Linked DNA regions of Hordeum vulgare: region 2 is linked to region 1. Evidence: chromatin contacts called from public Hi-C data. All regions are on one chromosome and are shown on one strand. The core of a region is the stretch at or near the end of the contact, and the rest is flanking DNA. Distances in the headings are between cores, read along the strand shown. Region 1 has its middle 150 kb from the start of LOC123444167. Region 2 holds the start of LOC123444169 (protein transport protein Sec61 subunit alpha-like).

Evidence for each region. Hi-C and Micro-C count contacts between places; a contact is called where the count stands out from the background.
Region 2: a contact with region 1 is called in a Hi-C map of seedling, with 4 times the contacts expected there. The contact joins the promoter of LOC123444169 here to the enhancer-like site in region 1. A contact is called at or near these places in 1 of 6 Hi-C or Micro-C datasets (seedling) and 1 of 1 datasets of contacts at active chromatin or transcription factors (embryo).

Annotation. Positions count from the first base shown.
Region 1 is chr3H:444,865,052-444,871,623 of MorexV3_pseudomolecules_assembly, forward strand. It overlaps the pseudogene LOC123444168. Among protein-coding and RNA genes, the nearest start is that of LOC123444167, 150 kb to the left of the region's middle. Within about 2 kb of position 2,675, at least 3 of the 3 cell types and tissues checked have open chromatin away from gene starts, as enhancers often do. A contact at or near this core is called in seedling, where this site is marked.
Region 2 is chr3H:445,111,372-445,117,385 of MorexV3_pseudomolecules_assembly, forward strand. It overlaps LOC123444169 (protein transport protein Sec61 subunit alpha-like), which reads right to left and starts at 4,085. Exons shown (of 7, transcript XM_045120805.1): 1 at 3,948-4,085; 2 at 2,718-3,065; 3 at 2,306-2,533; 4 at 1,866-2,220; 5 at 1,659-1,783; 6 at 1,397-1,532; 7 at 13-530. The coding sequence starts at 3,061. The coding sequence ends at 291.

The DNA of each region.
Region 1 (6,572 bases), core at 1,425-3,924:
CATCCCCTAAATCATTCAAATCATCCTGGCAGTCCGTAAATCGGACTAGTGGGCTGCCAGAAGATACTTTAGAGAAACACCGCATGGCATGAGAAGCTTTAACCAAGTCAGACACGGCATAGACCTATTACAGGGAAATAGGAAGAGCAGAAAAAGTCCGAACAACCATTAATGGCTTACAGGGTCCCGACTAAAAGGACATGAACAAGGATGGCCTTTGTATAAAAGCATTACCATCTCCTTGTAGGCTGATAGAAGCATCTCACGGCATTGCACCTGAACCAAGCAAGAAACATGAAAATGAGGGATCAACAAGAAAATTAAGCCATGCTGCTGAGGAGGATTGGCTGAGTTCCTGGCAACAGCGTAGCTACCTCCTTATGGGCCAATTTGGCGCTCGCCCTGTCGCGGATCCTGGGCATGTCCTTGAGCACTCCTAAATCCATCCCTGGCATGTAACTGACAAAGTGACAAGCCCAAGATGCGGTCAGTAACTAGATACTAAAATATCAAAAACTCAGGCATCGCTGAAACACAGAGCCAGAGAGGGGACAACCCACGGGAGAGGTTGGCGTTGACGAGCGCAGCAGCATGGGAGCAGCCATTGGCGGTGGCGGCCAGCCACCGGGTCTTGGCGGCATGCAGGCGCGACCACTGGTTGCGCAGGTTGCGCTGCGCTGCTGGGCGCCACTGTCGCAGAGACAAGGGAGACGGGGTTGGGGATGGGGAGGAGGGGTCGGCAGGGCGGCGTACTGGGGTGGCTGCACAGTCCTCCATTGTTTTGCCTAATGGAGTAAAGGACATCTCAGGTCCTAAACTATTCTGAGGCGGTGGCTGAGCCAGAAACAAATAATAGAGTGGGCCACCTACAAAAGAAATCGACATCACACAGTAATACGATATTGACCAAAAGAGCAATATGAATAGCTTAATCAAGTCTCACAACATTAGAGTTAACTAAATATATTTGAAATTTGCAAATATTACAACACAACACAACTAGGGCCTCGGTGATAATCGCACTTTAAAATTTACAAGAACCCATTAGGCCACAAGGTTGAGATTCAAACATGATCCTAAACCGATTAAATGTAATATGCGATGCATTACGGTGATTATCTCTAAAAAACTTCCACTACCTACGATAATGTGTTAAAAGCCAGTGAATTGGAGCGCCCTAAGAAGCATGTTTGATTAATTAGTGAGGATGGCTTAAATATGGGCACCCACAACCTCAAGTGTGCGCCCATTTCAGAAAAGAACAGTCTTGAAATAGACGGGGGTGCAATTTAAGTTTGAAACTGTGAACTTATTGCACTTTGTTAGCTTGTGGATGGCAAGTGAAGACAATTAGCACAATGCAAGAGATAAAGGTTCAAACAACTCAGGAACAAGTAGCAATTATCCTACCCGAGCTCGTCATCTAGATGGCCTGCCACTACAAGCAGGGTTAAATCATGAGAGTCTGCAAAGAAATAATCTTAACTAGCACAGGCAAAACCACATCTTTCATCTCCCACGAAACACTACCATTATCCAAAACCGAAACACTACCACAGAACTACAATCTCTAATCTAAACACTAGGACAGAGACTACATCGTCTTGTTACAATCAACGGACAGCTAAATCTCACGACAGATACCTCATGTCCCTCATACGGGCAGCTAAATCTCACGACAGATACCTCATGTCCCTCATACGGGCAGCTAAATCTCACGACAGATACCTCATGTCCCTCATACGGGCAGCAAATCAAGCAAAACTAGGACAGAATGAAGCTACAATGTTTCGATGCTAGCACAAGAATCACTCCCACCTCCTCGCTGAAGCCTAAAAATCACATCTTTCTCCCACATACACCTTCCGAAGAGGGGTACAGCTGAACAAATCTTGAAAGATGCAAAAGAGACGCGAGAGAATCCGCCTGGACCCTGCCGCGGCAGCTCTGAGCTCGGAGCTAAGAGGGAGGGGGCCAGGGGAAAGGTAAGTCCACGACAAAAAAAAAATGAAGGGAACAGCAAAGACCAAGCGTCGCGCATCTGCTGGAGCATCCCCAAATCCCCCCACGTCTCCCTCCCCACTAGCAGACGCCCGGATCCCGGAGCACCGAGCAAAGAGCAGCTCAAGCTAAGCTCCAACCAACGCTCGACCACGAGCACGAGCTAAGCTGAGCTGAGCCCAAGCTCGAATCGACAGAAACCACCGCGGCCGTCACGCGCGAATTACCCACCACGCGCCCCCAAAAACCAGCGGCCAATCGAGCGCGGGAGGCCGCGCGGCCCCGAGATCGACCGCCGGGGAGCTCCCAATTGGGCCACCCACGCAGATCCCCCGAGAGGAAGAAAGAAAAAAAAACTAAAACTCCCCACACCCGAGAGCAATTCCCCCGGCTCCAGCGGCCGCCCCGATTCACGCGCGGCGTACGGGCGAGCGGCGAGCGGCGAAGGCGGAGGCCCCCCGCGAATTCCGGGCCGATTCGTGCGAGACCTACGTTGATCGGCGCGTGCGGCCGTGCGGGCGGGCGGATCGGATCGGTGCGCCCGTCGGCCCTGGGCCGCGGCGCGGCGCGGGGGGTGGAGGCTCCCCGCGGGGGAGCGGACGGCGGGTGTGTGTGTGTGTGTGCCGTCGGCCAAATGGCGAGGGTTTGGAGCTCCGGGGCGGGGCGATCCGGGCCGTCGGCCGGCTGTGGGCCCGGTCCGGGGCGATCCGCGCCGTTGGATCGGGGACGGGGAGCGGGTAACGGCGTTAGGCCTCGGTTGGCAGGATGCTTTTAGAGGAAAATCCCCGAGAGGGGCAGAAACCTCACACAACCTCGGACGCCCATTTGATAAAAGGGTTTGCTTAGCCGAATCCCCTCCGCCCTCCTTCAATCCCTTCCTATCCATGTGTTTCAGGATCCTCCTCGAGAAACTGGTGAAAGCAAAGCTCCGAAGATTTGAGAGGATTGGATGGAAAGAAGGGATACATCAAATCCCCTCAAATCCCTTCAAATCCCCTTCTTCCCAAACCTCCCCAATCCACTTCTACCAAACAAAGCCTCAGCGGAGCGCTATAGGAGCAGCCCCTCCGACGCCCGTGAGCCGTCGTGCCTCGGCCTGTGGCCACGGCGCTCCAGGCTGTCACGCATGGCCCCACAACCACCCTCGGATGCGGCGTGGCACGCCAGTGCCGGCGAGACCCGCATTAGGCCCTCCCGAGTTGCCAGGCCTCGGCAGTGTTGGCGGTCGGGCCTCCTCTCCTTCGGTCGCGAGGAAGGAGAAGACGAGCCAGGGGAGGGACGAGAGAGAGGAGAGAGAGAGACGGGGGGCCGCTCGTCGGAGAGAGAGAGAGAGAGAGAGAGTAGATAGGGCCGGTCCCAGTCGTCAGCGAGAGTTAAGATAGTCAACCCGGGCCCAGCTCCTGTTAAGTGGAAACGTATTTGTACAAATACGCTTTCTGACTTTCAAAGCGTACTTGGGTGCAGTTTCGGAGGTAAACACGCTTTCGGTTCACTGAAAGCGTAAACTCTGAAAAGGTGCCTTCTCCTTTCTCAGCCGCCAACCGAACCTACTGAATTGTGAACGTTCACCCGTTAAGGACTAAAACGGATATATTTTTGTATGTTTATCACTTAACGAATAAACGGGCGTATCTTTGCGACCGTAACTCTGATTGAGGTAAAACCAGCGCCCACGCTTTCGTCTCGTTGAGCCCGTTTCAATAGTACCATTTTCGCATCATCACAGTAGAAATGATTGTTTTGCCATTGCCCTCCGATCGAGCCCTTCGAGAGAGAACCCTTCCGACAAACCCTTCCGTGAGATGGTCGCGCTTCTTCCCGACGTATTCATCAACCCCAGGCAAGCCAACCTCTTATCATGAGCTCCAGACTTGTGTGATGATTTTGCTTGCACTCTGCGTGTTCATCTGTATCACCTGTTAGTCTGCACTTGCATACACCTGTTAGGACATCCGTGTTATATGTTAGCATTACTTCTCATCTAATGCCATGTCTTGTTTACATATTACCATACTAATAATAATATTGTTAATAACATTGACATGTTAGTACTAGGGTCTGATCTCATGCCATGATTATCAACACTATTGTTTGCTATGCTATTGTTCAACACTTATATTTGTCGAGGTAATGGAACGATGATGGATAAGTTGAGTTGAAAATGCAACCTAGTTGGTTGATCTTGAGTCAGCTGTCCAGGCTTACCCGTGCAACCACATTTGCCGGTATAGGACGACCTTGAATTGGTCTGATTGCGTCCTCTTTCACCGGTACCTCCAAAGTGCGAGGGTTATGCACACGCGCTACCCTGATCAGATAGGCAGTGATAACCGTGTGAGCTAGTTGAGTTGTTTTGTGCCGGCGTCCCCGTTTGGGACAGTTTAATTTAGCCACGACGGTGGCAGGTGTCAAGGCAGGACTCCGGGGGAGGATGAATGTCGGTGGTATGATGGAAGAGTCACGGGTCAGACAAGGTTCGTTGGAGCAACACTGGTCCACCCAAATGGGATCACGAGGTCAGTGCTCCATGGTGTGGGTAAAGTGTGCAACCTCTGCACAGTGTAAGAATCTATTCGGTATTGGACAGCCCGACCATACCTCACTAGGTGGTCAACCATAACAATGATAACAATGATGGAAGAACTCATCTGGCATGGACATCAGAGGATGTCGGGAACATGATATGTTAGCCAAGATATGGCTATATGATGAGTGGTCAGATGACCATATGATTTGGAAGGGATTTGGATCCGTTCAGGTTGGATTACGAGTATATCGAGGGTTGTGGGACAACCCGGAAGAGAGTAAGTTGACATTCGGTAATAGTAAGTAATTTAATCACTTGTAGTGATCTTTGCCATGCTAGTTATGTAGATTACATGCTTGATCCATGTTTTCCTGTTAATTCCATGCCATGCTTAGAATAATTCTTGTATAACATAGGGCTAGCTTTGTCATCTGCTTGTTTGGATGATATGTATTTGGTTCTCTCGCGAGTATATTCAAAGTACTCACCTGGCCTTGCACGTGGCCAGTTGCACGAGAAGACTCGTCGTGCTCGATTGTAACCCAGCCAGTCCTGCGAGTTATGGAGCCCAGCCAGAGACGTCATTGCCGCTGAATCAAGATCCCTGTTGCCATTTAGTAAGCTCTGGAATTATGTAATATTGTTGTAAGCAACAGTTTGTAATACTCCATTATATTATAAAGCCATTTTTGCCTGGAATTGTTGTATCATGTATTTGCCGTGCATCCAGTCTTATCCTAGGGACGGGTGTGCGTCGGCCCTCTATCGGGGTGCCACAAGACTTGGTAGCAGAGCCAGGCTGGCTATAGGTTACCCTAGCACCAAGACCACCCCGGGTTCGACCGGTAGTGAGCCAATAGATTTGACCCCTCTCTGGCACCCGACATGGTCACTATTGATCAATAGGCGGCGCAGTCGGAATGGACGTGTCCCTACCCAGTTGTCCGCCCACCCAACCACTCTATATTGCACCATGACCCTACCCAGTTGTCGGCCGTGCCGGCGTATCTTCTACCCGACACGAGAAGGATCCACGCCATCTTGGTGTGTTCCAGCCCGACTGCCGATTTAACCCCTCCCACTGGTGAGCCGCCGCTCTCTCCATCTAGTAAGCCAGATCCTTGCAAGAGAACCCAGGCTAGAATCCCCAAACCAGCAGCCATGGCCAGTTCTTCTAAAACACCCACTTTCCATAGTCGAACCTTGCCTAATGGTTATCCTGGCTTTCCGCCCATCCTTTCGAGTATGCTCACCCGAGCCCTTGGCCGTAGTAAGCCTCCAGTGTATTTGGTGTTCCAATCGGAACCCGTTCCCCATCTTTGTCGATTCTATGCAAAGGTGCATATCAACCTAGGTCGTTGCCGCTGAATCAAGATCTCTGCTGCCATTTAGTTAGCTCTGGAGTTATGTAATATTGTTGTAAGCAACAGTATTGTAATACTCCATTATATTATAAAGCCATTTTTGCCTCGAATTGTTGTATCATGTCTTTGGCGTGCATCCGGTCTTATCCTGGGGACGGGCGTGTGTCGGCCCTCTATCGGGGTGCCACAGTAATGAATCATTTTCCATTCGAAGATCATCATATGACATTCTCAACTTCTCAAGATCAAGCTTCCTTTGAAGAAATTCATAGGATAGCTTCTCATGATCAGCCAAGAGTGTAACATGACGATCTTGAAGACTATCATACCTAGACTGAAGACTTTTAGTATCTTCCGTGAGGATTTGAGTCCGATTCATTTCATCATTCAACATGTCATTGCTTTTGTCTAGCAGTTTCCGAAGCTTTTCAATGGCACTTTGTTGTTAGTAGCAATGTTGGCAAGTTTATAGTAACTGGGTTTTGAAATTCATCAGGTTAACAGTCACTAGAATCAGAGGAGGATGAGTGGCTTGGTACCTTTGAACCTTTTGCCATGAAGCAATAGGTGGGAGCGATGTCATCTTCACTGTCATCAGTGTTGTTGATGTTGTCATTTTCTTCAGAGTTGAAGGTGGACTTGCTGACGAATGTAGTAGCTAGTGCAAGACTTCCCACACC
Region 2 (6,014 bases), core at 2,835-5,334, 250 kb after region 1:
GACTATGGAGGATTGCCGCAAAACAAAGAAAGTAATATACAATTTAGTTCAAAAGTAACTGCAACATATCCGGTTACTAAGGTAGCCAAAACTCAGCAGACCACTGAACACAAACACTTGGCGGCTAATTGGCCATGGCTGCACTTGGCCGATGTACATGCTACCATGCGCCTGAAAACACACACACACACGCAGACTCTGCTACAATTTCTGAATCTAAGGTCCCCAGACAGTATCTCGGCTTGCAAGAAGAACCAGCTAGCCCTAGCACCATATCACTCAGTCCTTGATCAAAAACCGAAGAAACCAAGCTCGGTCGCCCTTTCCTTCTCGAACGTCTCGAAGTATTGGTATATGATGGTGACCGCAAGCAGTATACCGGTTCCTGAACCGATTGCACCCATGAAATCAGCTAGGACAGTCAGCGCGCCAATGCAGACTCCTCCAAATGCAGCAGCGGTGGGGATGTATCTGTTCAACTCCCTCTCCAAGTTTGACTCACGATGGCCTGGCATCACCATTTGTTGTTCCTGTTTAAGTTCCAAAGTTAGAAGTTTTCAGGTAGCTCTTGGATAGTGATTATTCATGTGCAAAACCAACTATAGGAAGTAGATCAGTGCATATAGCAGTTGCAGTTAACTAGTACGTACTAGCTACAAATGGTAGATATAGATGCACCTAGCATATGACTGCAGCTTCTAATCTCAGAAGGCAAAAAATAATGGTTCACTGAACAGATCTTGTACCAAAGTACTAGATATACAAACTAATGGCATTGTAAACTAATGTCCCTCAGAGATATTCTTGCAAACAAAATCCCTTGGAGATTAATGTTAGTGGTGCGGCGATTTATCTAAAAATCAGCCGCAGATTCTTCATTTGCTGTACTTCAAATGCATAGTATGATAAAACTAGATGGTGCTCATAGCAAACAACATGTTCCACTGTTAGACTTCAGAACAGTACAGTGTAATACCATATATATGAAAATATTTATTGACGCAATCTTACAAAAACAAAAAATAACAGATACAGATCCTGCATCCTAGAGGACTAAAGGCCAGCGCTGTCTGTGTAACATCCTATAGCTAAGTAAAACTACAAAATGGCATCAATCAGTGACATTTTGAATAAATTGTACTCCCTCTGTTCCAAAATACTTGCCGTGTGTCGTGGCATTAAATTTGAACTAAAACTATGGCAAGTACTCTGTATTTTGGAACGGAGGGAGAAAACAAACTACAATTTACAATGGAACACAGCTAGGAACTGTAAGTAGTAGATGGAAGATCTTCACTTGCACCTGTTTAACGAGTAAGATATATGCGAAAACATATTTCAAAATATATGCAGCTAAAATGAGCAACTATATGCTATATGTACAAAGTACATTTACCTTGAGCTGCCTAGCAACATCCCTTGCTGATGAACCAGAAACTTCAATCCATGTCTTTGAGAAGAGAGCGCAAGCTGACAGCATGAAGACCACATAGAACAGCGCATGGAATGGATTTGCGACAACATCAGCCAAACTGCACGGTTTCCAACATGTTCCGATATAAGTATATCAAAAACAGTGTGTGTTGTGACAAAGTATAAGAAAGAAACCAAAAGCATGATAAGAACATGTAGGTGTTAATGTAAAAGAAACTAGTTACCTTGATGGGGCAGTTACATAGTATGCAAGACCACCAACAGGAATAGAATGGCCTGAATACTCGGATTCCTTCCATATACCGAGAAGGTTAACCAGGAAGTTGCCACTGAACTTCTTGTAAAGAAGCTGAAAAAGCAATAAAAACGCATTAGCACTTTCACATACATACAGCAATTTAGAACAAAAGCACTGGAATCGAAGTTAGTACCTGAGATATAAAGTAGAGGTTGGTAATCAGCGCAGAGTGCAGAATGATGGGCATATTCGATGTGTAAAACAGTTTAATTGGATATGAACCTTGCTGCCCACGGGCATTCCTTGATCTCACTGGAAGCACGACACGGAAGCCTTGGAAATAGATAACAATGAGGAAGACCAGGACAGTAGCAAGTAAGTTGGTCACGTTGGGAAGATTCTGGCGGTAGAAAGCCTCCCGTAGGGCACGGACTTTGTCAGTTCTAGTAATCAAGAGGTGGAACAACCCAATGACAGCCCCTTCAAATTCAGCACCACGTCCACTGTTGATGGTTGTGGGGCTAAACGCCTTCCAGATGATATTCTCACTGTATGACACAAGTTTACCATGAGCCATGGAATCACAGAACAATATTCAAATGACCGAAGAGAAATAAAACTCAGTAAGGTTACCAGATGTTGGTAGCGATGAATAGAGAAATGCCAGAACCCAAACCATATCCTTTCTGGAGAAGTTCATCCAGACAGATGACAATGATGCCAGCAAAGAAAAGTTGAAGTATAATGAGAATAGCATTCCCTGTTCCTAGTTGGCTCACACTGCCATACATTCCAGACAAAACATATGCCACAGCTTCTCCGATAGCAATGAGGATACCAAGCAACTTTTGTGCACCATTCCTGAGTAAGAAAAAAGTACTATTTGTCAGAAGACCATCATCGGGTACAGGAAATAAGTGTGAGGAATATTCAATTACTTCCATTGGTTATTCCTTGAATAAGATCTGAATTTTTACTGATCAGATTATGGAAACAAAATCAACCAACATGGACAAGAAGGATATTTTGCCGTTTTAGTACTTACAGAAGTGCACGATCCTCTCTCACACTGTTGTCAACTTCAATGATCTTTGATCCTACCAGAAGTTGCATCACCATCCCAGATGTCACAATTGGAGTGATACCCAGCTCCATAACAGTACCACGGTTGGATGCAAGAATAGCACGCAACCAGTAGAAAGGGTCAGCTCCAGTAGTTGAATGGATGCCATAGAGCGGGAGCTGGCTGCACACTAGGAAAATGAAGAGGGAAATAACAGTGTAGATGAGTTTTTCTCTGAATGGAATTCTCCTATCAGCACTCTGTACTTCCGGTAAGAAACCCAGAAAGGGCCTGACAAGATGCAGCACTCTAAAACCGCCAGCCATGGTCCTGTGTTGAGGAAAAGAAAAATAAATCAACATTTCTCGATACAAACAGAAAACTGAAGTACAAAGTAACCTGGGAAACCTTATGAAACCCTCAACTTGGTAGAACTAATACAGCACAGGCAACAATTGATTGTAATTAAGTTAAGAAGGGTCTATTTGACTGGGACATAAGTGAAGCTACCAACATTGTATAACATCTTATATTCAGGGTACAGTAAGCTTAAATTTCGAGATAAAACACAAACAGAGTGCAGTATAAATCATGACAAGAGTCCTGCTTCAAAATGTGCAGGCGGGATTCTATGTTGGCTACATCAAATAAATCATCATAATCCTAAATCACAGTCGATGGGGTGAGCGAAACAAAATGCCCACTGCCTAACCGCTGTCTGGGACCAATCTGCACGAAATAAAGCCTATGATTCGCAAATATCTGAATCGTTCTCCTGTCCATCTCAGTAAACATACAGAGATGAATCGCACACCGAATAATTGATCAGAGAAAACTACTCCGTAGTAGTTAACCAACGTAACTCTCACCAATAACAAATATGGAAGCATAACAACTCATGCTGTTACGACGACTACTTGGTATTCAGTGATCGTCATCCTGGATCCTTCCTTTCAAATCCCGACGGACAAGGAAAGCCCGGATGCGAGGTGAATTCAGCTGGTGCGGGCTTCTGCAGTTCCTCCATACGACCGGACCAGCAACGTGTCCCGTCATGCCGCGTCCAGCACCGGCGAACGACCAAACCAACCGCCGCGAAAATCGCAATTCTAACTTGCAACGAGACAGCGACTGAATCTGAAAGTCCGAAGCTGCTTGCTGGAGATCCAGGCGGGAGCGGGAGGGCGAGGAGGCATTGGCAAGCGGCCTTACCTGGCCGACGGGAGACCCGACGCCGAGGAGAGAGGAAGGCCGCTCTCCGCCGCCGCCGCCGCCGCGGTTGACGAGGGGGCGTGAGACGCAAGGCCGAGGAAGGAGGGAGGGAGATGCCGAGGAACACGAGACGAGAGTGCGGGAAGAGCGCGCGCGTGGGTTTTAGAGGGAGGCGCACGGGAGCAGGTGGCGGGACAGCGGGTCGTTGGCCCTCCGAGCCGTCGGATCGGGAACGGACGCCTCGGATGGGGTCCTGTGACGTGGAGCAGGCAGTACTACTTACTAGGAGTACTACTAACAGAAAGCTCATGGTGGCGTCTTCCGCGAGGACAAGGGTGAGGAGAAGGCACGCTTTACGGTTGGGGATGGCGTGGCGGCCGGACCCAGTTGTTAGGATAGAGTTTCCACGTGGCTAGGCACATTTGCCTCTTCTATTTATTAAACAAAAAATCAAACCTATTATAAAAACTTATCAAAAGCGCAAAACACTCTCAAACATAATAAAATTACTCTCTCCGTTCGTAAATATAAGACCTTTTAGACATATTACTATAAACTACTCCCTCCGTTCCTAAATATAAGTATATTACGATATTTCACTAGGAGTCTACATATGAAGCAATATAAATGAATCTACACTCTAAAATATGTCTATATACATCCGTATGTAGTCCACTAATGAAACCTCTTTAAAGACTTATATTTAGGAACGGAGGGAGTAGATACACATGTACATAGACATATTTTAGAGTGTAGATTCAATCATTTTGCTTTTTATATAGTCTAAGTGTAATCTCTATAAGGTCTTATATTTAGGAACGGAGGGAATACATCGCATGGACATTCAACAACCCTTGTGTGACAGCCCGATGCCGACGTTCCAGAAGATTCTCCTTCTATTCCGTTTTCGTCGTGTGTCTATTTTTCTTTTGTCGCACCATCATCACATCATGCGCATCATCTGCATTGCATCGGCATCTCCGTGCCGCCAGTTTTCGAAAGTTGCATCCGTTAGTAGTTGCCGGTTCTCGTCGTTGTCCGTTCTGAGTCCGACCACACATGCACGCGCCCGCGGCATCGTCAAACCCTGTTTTAAAAGTGTGTGTAAAACTTTCTCTGATTGGGTTGAAACTTGGTGTGCGGTCTTATTGTAATATAGGTAGGCCATATGTCAATTTTCATTGCTATCGGAGTTCGTCTGGTACCCGAACGGTCGCGCCGTAGCGGCACCGTATTCGGTTACCGTCGGACGCTTTCGTTGTTTTAAACCCCGATGCCGGGCTGCCCGTTTCCCCTCTCATCTCCGCCTGGCCCCTCTACACAGTGCACCGACCTGCGCGCGGCCTAGTCCAAAAACCTCTCGGGACCCGAATCGGGCGGTCGTGACCGTTGGATCCAGATCAACCCCGTTTTACCGTAAATCGTCTTCGGTTTGTCCATTGATCATCCTAACCTATTTTTTTCCGACCGTCCGATTAAAATCGGAGGGTCGAGATGAACCTAAGGCTAGCCTACTAGCTATATATTTGGACTGTAGTCTAAGTCAGTCCAAAACCTAATTTCTAGGGATCCTCCCCCTGTCCCAACCGCCGCCGCCACCCCCCTTGACCCATCTCCTTCCTCGGGATCTCTCCTGATCCATCCAACGAGAGCCCAGCGGAACACCATAGCAGGCCTCCCGTGCTCAAACTCGTCCCCAACCACCTCTCTCCTGGACATGTCCGGCGACTGTAGCTCCCGGCGTCCGGCGACCACAGCCACACGCACGTCCCCGAGCACCTCCGCTGCCAACCCGTCGAGAGAGCGCCCAGCAGATGAGCTCGTCCCTCTCCTCCCCCTTTCTTTCTTCCCCTCTCTGAATTCCCTTTGTGTCTCCCTTTATTCAGGCAACAGCAACCGCGCCAGGGGCCCTCTCCGCCAGCCGTGCCCGCTGGCGAGCCCCGCTGCTGACGATGTCAGGTCGCCGTGCCTCGAGCCCCTTCTCCTTCCTCATCCCTCTCTCTTCCCTCTCCCTCACGAATCTCTCTTCCTCTCACCTCCCTCTGTTTGCCACGACAGGAACCAGCG